Regions from separate parts of the Macaca mulatta genome. Here region 1 is linked to region 2. The links are chromatin contacts, called in public Hi-C maps. All regions are on one chromosome and are shown on one strand. Each heading gives the region's core, a stretch centred on a gene start, on an enhancer-like site or on the middle of the called end of the contact. The rest is flanking DNA. Distances are from core to core; before and after follow the strand shown.

Region 1 (4,158 bases), core at 822-3,321, 1.5 Mb after region 2:
CCCCGGAAGCAGCAGGCGCACGGCCGTCTGGATCTCCCTGGAAGTGATGGTCGAGCGCTTGTTGTAGTGCGCCAGGCGGGAAGCCTCGCCGGCGATGCGCTCGAAGATGTCGTTGACGAAGGAATTCATGATCCCCATAGCCTTGGAAGAGATGCCGGTGTCGGGGTGGACCTGCTTCAGCACCTTGTACACATACACGGAATAGCTCTCTTTGCGGCTGCGCTTGCGCTTCTTCCCGTCCTTCTTCTGCGCCTTAGTCACCGCCTTCTTGGAGCCCTTCTTTGGGGCAGGAGCAGACTTGGTAGGCTCAGGCATAGCAACGTTAATAATTACAACACTGTCGCAAACACCTGAGAAAATAATCACTCCCACCGATGCCCCGTTCATTTATAGATGCGGTATTCAAATGAGGTTAATCAGATTTCGTTTATGATTGGATTAATTTTTGTGTGTCGTCACAAATGCCAATGTAAACGACACTTAAAAGTCTACCTTTTCATTGGCTATTTCATTACTTTACTTTTACCCAATCAGAAAGCCCAGACCAGACTACCCGAGGCTACTATAAATAGTCGTCTTTAGACAAGTCAGCTGTGCACTTCTCTTGGAGCAGTTGTTTTTGAGATCACACTTTTTATTAGCGTTGTGGTGTCAGAACGTATACTGAAAGATACTTTAGGAGAGCTCACGTTCTCTTTTCTTCCTCTAACAAATTATAGGACTCGTTGCATACAGAAGTCATGGTAATTGGGATATCCCTGGAAGTCTGGCAGTTTTGCGTTTGGGAAGTCATCTATGCAAATGCTACATTTAAGGACCAAGTATTTTCTGCAGTGTCAATTTCTAATTTTTAGTTGTGGCAGTGGTTGAAATAGTGTACTATGCCACCTGTGTCGAGACGTACTCCTCTGCACTCCTTCATTGCTTGCCATAGTCTGTAGGGAGCCAGCACGGAAATTGAGTGTTCTCTATTCGGAACTCATACGTCCCAGCCTAGAAGCCCGCGAAAATCCCGACTTTTTTTCCCATGCTATTTGCAGGCCAGATCTCGCTAAGTGTTAAGTACTACGGAGGTCGAAATGGGTTTTAACTCCAGTATTCGAAAACGCAATAAAAGCTCAATGACGCGGCTGCACTCCTGCTTGGCCGACGGAACGCGAAATGACCCCCTGGCCAAAAACGGCTCCTCTCTCCCGACTTTGTTCCCGGGAGACCCGCCCCTCAATAGCGGCGTTTTCCCGGCCACACCCCCTGATAGTGTAACAGCTCTTTTACTGAAAGCGGTGGGTGGCTCTGAAAAGAGCCTTTGGGTTGTGTTGAGCTTCTAAGCAGTTGGCCAAAGGAACTTCCTACTTTTTCTTGGCTGCCGCCTTCTTTGGCTTGGCTGCCTTGGGCTTGGCGGTCTTTGGTTTAGCCGCCTTGGGTTTCACTGCTTTGGCCTTCGCTGGGCTCTTGGGCGCTTTTTTTGGCTTGGCTGCTTTAGCCTTTTTCGGGCTTTTCGCTTTTTTGGCTCCAGCAGCCGCAGCCGGCTTCTTCGCCTTCTTTGGGGTCTTCTTGGCGCTCTTCTTAGGGGTGGCTGCCCCCGTCGCCTTCTTGGGCTTCTTCGCCGCTCCTGTAGGCTTCTTGGCTTTGGCCGCGCCTGCCTTTTTAGCTTTAGGCTTGGCTTCCCCGGAGGCCGCCTTCTTGTTGAGTTTGAAAGAACCCGATGCGCCGGTGCCCTTGGTCTGCACCAGAGTGCCCTTGCTCACCAGGCTCTTGAGACCCAGCTTGATGCGGCTGTTGTTCTTCTCCACGTCATAGCCAGCGGCTGCCAGCGCTTTCTTGAGAGCGGCCAAAGATACACCGCTGCGCTCCTTGGAGGCGGCAACAGCCTTAGTAATGAGCTCGGACACGGGGGGCCCAGACGCTTTGCGCTTAGCCGCACCTGCGGACTTGCGAGCCTTCTTCTTCACGGGTGTTTTCTCGGCTGGGGCCGGAGCAGCGGGCGCGGCAGGCGCAGTCTCGGACATGTTGAAGGCAGGCGTGAGAGAGAGAGCAATTCGAGCCGGAAGCAGAGGCACTGGCCGGGACTCGGGCCGCGGCGCTGCGCCCGCCCGTTTATATAGGGCGGAGCTGCGCCGTGATTGGTGCGCTGTCCAGCCCGCCTCGCTGGCAGCCGCAGAGTGTCCTCTCGGATCCCGAGTTGTGTTTGTTACACCTCAAAAAAAGCCAAAAATATAAAAATTGTCTGCACCGAACTACCCGGTTTTTCTCAGATAATGATCCCCGAACCCTCAGGCTTCACGCAGATCTCAAATTATGAGGAAAGCACAAAGCCTTGTGCCAAAAACTTGCAATATTTCCCGCCGTGCTTGGCAAATTTCAACTCAGAGAAACAAAACTTTCTATTTTCTTCGTAAATTATAAACCGATCTTTAACTGTGGAGTTTTCTGACCTCTCAAATATGATTCTCCAAGTGGTTAGCTTCTGATATATCCAAAAAGCATGCCACTGGCATTAAGATTTTTATTACAAATCTGCACTTAAGTGAGGGAAGTAACACAGGCTCCTCGGAGAGTCCTGCCTATTGAGCCGAGGGCATTTGAGTTCATCAAACTGGTTTAGTTTAATGCTAAACAAATTATTCCTCATTTGACATTAAGTTTTGGACCCCTGGGACATCAATCTATGCAGCCGTGGTTTTACATCTGTCCGCTATATCTGAGTTTTAAAACAATTCCTTTGGATAATTCTTTCCCTTTCTGCTCCCAAGGGTTGGGGGCGGGGCTGTTGCTTCTCTCTTCTCTGGACAACTGCTCCATGGATTGAGATACCTTGAATTCAGGGTATTTGGGAACGAAGGGAAGTCCAAAATATACTCAGGGTACAGAGTTGAAAAAAGATTAATTTTCGAATGTGATGTTCATAAAGTCACTGGAAGTGGAGGTGCACTTTTCTTTAAAGCATTTGTCTGCAGCCTTGCTGAGTGCTTTTGGCATATGCTTCAGAACCAAATTGCAATAAAGTAGCTTAGAGCTGGAATTCAAACATTGATAATAAGGGAAAATAAATAAGAACTGTATATTGAAACATATGTACTCCCATTATTAGAGAAGCCCAGCCGCTATTATTACTGAATAGTTGAGGAATGACTAGTCCACTCACCATGTATGGTTTCAATCCCCCTGAAGACTGTATCCCAACGCTTCGCAGAGCGCAATAGAAAGAAAAATAAGTGACATGTAGTGATTAAATGACAAGTTCAAATTTCGATCTCAGAAGCAGAGCTTTGAGAGTCTATCTAAGCTATTATAAATCATTGCCCTCTGAAAACATCCTTTGAACAATGTCTGAGTAAATCTCTTTAGGTAGTTGCCCAACCAAGAAGAGTGTATGTAGGTTGGCAATGAAAGCCCAACTAAAAGAATTATTTCTGAATAACGGTATGGCTGGAACAGTATGGGTGGAACTACAAGCCACTTATCATGGAAACAAAATAAAATTTTGCCCAATGCTATAAGTTGATATGATACTGTTCTGTGGACGTGGCTGATTGTAATATGGCGTTGGATATCACTTTAAATGTTAATTTCATTGCCCAAAATCTCCAGACAAAAATTCTGCTACTGAAATAAAGAGAATATAGAATTTTGATATAACACGAGTGAAATGTGTCAACACAATACTGTTTAATGTTGAATTTGGTATAAAAGTGATGTAAATTATCAATGTTTTTAATATCTTCATGTGTAAATAAATAAAATTTAATTATTGCACAGCAGTGCAAAAGTAAATATGTCCTTTGGTGTTTATTGAAATAAAAAGGGAGATGGATAAATCTCCAAAACATACTAGGGAAACTGATTATATGGGCATTTGATTCCAGAATGGTAACATTATACCTATTTAATGACAACAAAAACCACTCCTGTAAATGGCTGAAAGTTACACAACACATGGAAGTTTGCTTTCACATGCCTCACTTTATCCAGTGTATTCCTCATGGCTAGGAAGGAGTTAAACTCCAAATTCTGTGGTCTTTCAGTTTCCACTGCTTGCCCCCTTACACTGTGGTGTGTTTTCTTTTCTTTCTCTCTTTTTTTTTTTTTTTTTTTGAGACAGAGTCTCACTATGTCACCTAGGCTGGAGTGCAATGGCGGGATCTCTGTTCACTGCAA
Region 2 (3,954 bases), core at 180-2,679:
ACAAGGGAGGAGAAACAGCACCACTCTCAAAACAAACAAGTTTAAGTCGATTTGTACGTTTCTGTGTGTGCCAACTGCTTCATTACTAAAGTACACATGAAGTTTAGGGACAGAGCGCCGGAAACACTATGGATATTTTACCAGTTGACACTTAAATATTGTATTTTATTTGTGGTCAACAGGAATTGAATTTTCCCTTTACTAGGTTTGTCTGATGATAAACCTGATCCTTCTTCAGATAAAAAATTGTCTCAAGCGTTGCTGCAACATGCAGTACACTGCAGTGCTAATTAATTTTTTCTTTCTTTTTTGAGACAGAGTTTCGCTCTTATTGCCCAGGCTGGAGTGCAATGGCCCGATCTCGGCTCACTGCAACCTCAGTCTCCCGGGTTCAAGCGATTCTCCTGCCTCAGCTTCCCGAGTAGCTGAGATTACAGGCGTCCGCCACCACGCCCAGCTAATTTTTTTGTATTTTTAGTAGAGACGGGGTTTCACCATGTTGGCCAGGCTCGTCTTGAACTCCTAACCTCACGTGATCCACCCGCCTCGGCTCCCCAGAGTGCTGGGATTAGAGGCTTGAGCCAAAATTAGTTTCTAACAAGGATAAAGTAAGGAATCTTGTAAATCTTCTTTGTAACGAGTAACAAATATCTGCTGTAAGAAAAGTGAGTGCCAGCTCTCTTTGGGAAGACTGAGTGGCTCTGAAAAGAGCCTTTGGGGTGTGGGCCGAGACTGACCGAACGTTCCGCGGTGGGCGGGCTCACTTGGAGCTGGTGTACTTGGTGACGGCCTTGGTGCCCTCCGATACCGCGTGCTTGGCCAGCTCCCCGGGGAGCAGCAGGCGCACAGCCGTCTGGATCTCCCTGGAGGTGATGGTCGAGCGCTTGTTGTAATGCGCCAGGCGGGAAGCCTCACCCGCGATGCGCTCGAAGATGTCATTGACGAAGGAATTCATGATTCCCATGGCCTTGGACGAGATGCCGGTGTCGGGGTGGACCTGCTTCAGAACCTTGTACACGTACACGGAGTAGCTCTCCTTGCGGCTGCGCTTGCGCTTCTTGCCGTCCTTCTTCTGGGCTTTTGTCACCGCCTTCTTGGAGCCTTTCTTTGGGGCGGGAGCAGACTTTGAGGGTTCAGGCATGGCTGGTAGTAACTGCCGGAAAATTAGAGAAAAAAAGGGAAGGAAGTCGGTAGCACTGTCTAACTACCGCTTATTCCCTGCTTCTTAACGCAAATGGAGCAGACAATGAAGGTGTGCGTTTAACTAGTGGTGAGTCCTGGAAACGTATATTAACTTTGTCCAATCAAAATAAGTGTTTTTCAAAACCGCAATCCCATTGGTTAAAGCGAAACTGTAATGTTAGCCAATAGCATAGCTTAGTTTTCGTGCCTGTATTGACTATAAGTAGCCGAGCCTTAGTGTTGCATCAGTCTCAGGCACGCTGCTGATTGAGTGTATTTGTCATGTCGGGACGTGGCAAGCAGGGCGGCAAAGCTCGCGCCAAAGCTAAGACCCGCTCTTCTAGGGCGGGTCTTCAGTTCCCCGTGGGCCGAGTGCACCGACTGCTCCGCAAGGGCAACTATGCCGAGCGGGTAGGTGCCGGCGCGCCTGTGTACCTGGCGGCGGTGCTGGAGTACCTGACCGCCGAGATCCTGGAGCTGGCTGGGAACGCGGCCCGAGACAACAAGAAGACCCGCATCATCCCGCGCCACCTGCAGCTGGCCATCCGCAACGACGAGGAGCTCAACAAGCTGCTTGGTAAAGTGACCATCGCCCAGGGTGGTGTTCTGCCCAACATCCAGGCCGTGCTGCTGCCTAAGAAAACTGAGAGCCACCACAAGGCCAAGGGCAAGTAGTGGGTCTGGAGTAGTGCATTACTCATACCTCGGTCCAAACCAAAAAGGTTCTTTTCAGAGCCACCTACTTTTTCACCAAGTAGAGCTGTGTTCCACAGTTTTATCCGATGTCGAGTCATCTTGCAATGGCACTGAAATGCTGTATAGAGATGAAGCAAAACCAAAGGGCTTTTACACCACATTGTTTTGAGATAGAAAGTAGACATTGAAATATTCGCTGCACATCAAGAAATTTAGGCGCGGCAGCTCGCGCCCGCAATACAGCTGAAAACAATAGGAAAAGTGGGGCAAGAGAATAACAAAGGGAGCTGGAAGTTGGTTAGAGGGCTGAATAAGTAAAAGCAAAGGGCAGAACTAAGGTGGACGGGCGGGTGAACAAGAAGCGAGATAACAAGCAGTGAACCTTTTGCAGCCGAAACAAAGGTGAGATAATGTGAGCAAGGACCTCGTGGCCGGCAAGATCTGGAACAAACCAGTAAAAGGCAGCTCTTCAGAGATGGGCATGCGTATTAGGAAGGAAAAAGTATCCTTAACAAAAGCCCATATGATAATCAGCTACTTAAGGTTCATGCATATGGGCTGCATATCTTGCATGTATTTAAGATTATGAGATAGAGGTGATGCACAAGCCACAGAGGCCAAAGTAACTAAGCAACAAACCTATCAATAAAAGGGCAGATACTGGCTATAGATTAGGCGGCACTGGGAAGAGAAAAACACACGCACACACATAAAAAGACTTAAACTGCAACAAGCTGATGCTGATCTCATCTCGCAGAGGTCAATGCGCTCTCCCACGCCGAGAGTGTAATACTCTGCTTAATAAACTTTTGCTGCTTTGCTTTGCTATCTGAGTGTGTGTCGACTAGTTTGCTCCTGGCACCAAGAGCCTGGAACTGCTTGGCACCATCCGGTAACACAACCACTTTGGGAAGCCGAGGCGGAAGGACGGCTAGAGCCTTGGTGTCCGAAGTCAGCCTGATCTTTACAAAAGTAGAATAACTGACTGTGCCTGGTGTCTCATAGCCTGTAGTCCTAGCTACTCGGGAGGCTGAGACCAGAAGGATCACTTGAGCCCAGGAGTTCGAGGGTGCAATGAGCTATGATTGCACCACTGCAGTCCAGCTTGTGTGACAGAGCAAGAGTGTTTCAAATGAACCTAGTGTCAGATACTTACTTTCTGTATTACAGAGGACTGAAAGCTAGCTAAATAATAGTTTTCAGTGTACCTGGGTTCCAGAGAGAAAATTGGTAAACTAACCTTTGCTCCTTGCTTGGGCTTTTAGTTTATACTTCATAAGACCATGGAAGCAGAATTTGGGTATCTGACCCTTCTGCAGAATTTAGGACCCCACGTGCGTTTGGCCTACCTATTCCAGTTCAATTGAATCTTTCCCAGCACCTATGGTGTGCCAGGCACCCTCCTAAATGGGAATACAATATTAATCCAGATACATAACGTCTATATCCAAAAGGAGCTTCAAGTTGACTTGGGCAAAGAATACATGTCATAATGGACTGTTTATGTAAATGATGGGAAAGGGTTGGGGTTAGGGTGTGAGATTACGTTAGAACGTGTTACTTAAAAACAGTATGAATGATGGACATTGTAAGTCAGGTTTTTTATTATATCATAATCATATAGCCCTGTTCCTGTCAGTTTTTCCTGCTTCCTTTCTCTCATCAAGATCACTCCCTTCCTCCTCAGATCACCAGTCCTCCTAGCTAGAGAGGGCCTTCTATTCCTCTCCACCTAAACTTATATAAGCTACTGTGTTCCTCATAAAGACATGTTAATGAAAACGAATTTCTACAGGATCTCTAGTCCATTGAAATACATTAATTTTTGAGTCTCTGCACACATTTTTATTTACTAGATTTGTCTTAATTGCAATCGCATACAACTAATATTTCTTGGAATAAAACAGCAAACACAACTGTCATAAATATTACTTTTTTAAAAAAAGTTACGATTATTTGATGTTGAGGACTCCATCCTGATTTCAATGAATTAATTCATTCGTTCCGTTTTAAAATGTCATCTGCGTTATTTGTGTGTATAAATTTTCAATAATTGTTTCTGTTACAACCATCAAT

Evidence for each region. Hi-C and Micro-C count contacts between places; a contact is called where the count stands out from the background.
Region 1: a Hi-C map of fetal cortex germinal zone shows a contact between it and region 2, with 3 times the contacts expected there. The contact joins the promoter of H1-4 here to the promoter of H2AC15 in region 2. A contact is called at or near these places in 2 of 14 Hi-C or Micro-C datasets (fetal cortex germinal zone and liver).

The regions. Positions count from the first base shown.
Region 1 is chr4:156,953,288-156,957,445 of T2T-MMU8v2.0, forward strand. H1-4 (H1.4 linker histone, cluster member) reads right to left here and starts at 2,072. Exons shown (of 2, transcript XM_078000870.1): 1 at 1-2,072. The coding sequence starts at 2,009. The coding sequence ends at 1,350. H2BC5 (H2B clustered histone 5) reads right to left here and starts at 363. Exons shown (of 3, transcript XR_013416797.1): 1 at 1-363.
Region 2 is chr4:155,462,819-155,466,772 of T2T-MMU8v2.0, forward strand. It overlaps H2AC15 (H2A clustered histone 15), which reads left to right and starts at 1,430. Exons shown (of 1, transcript XM_015135765.3): 1 at 1,430-3,954. The coding sequence starts at 1,465. The coding sequence ends at 1,857. It overlaps H2BC15 (H2B clustered histone 15), which reads right to left and starts at 1,236. Exons shown (of 1, transcript XM_078000798.1): 1 at 761-1,236. The coding sequence starts at 1,141. The coding sequence ends at 761.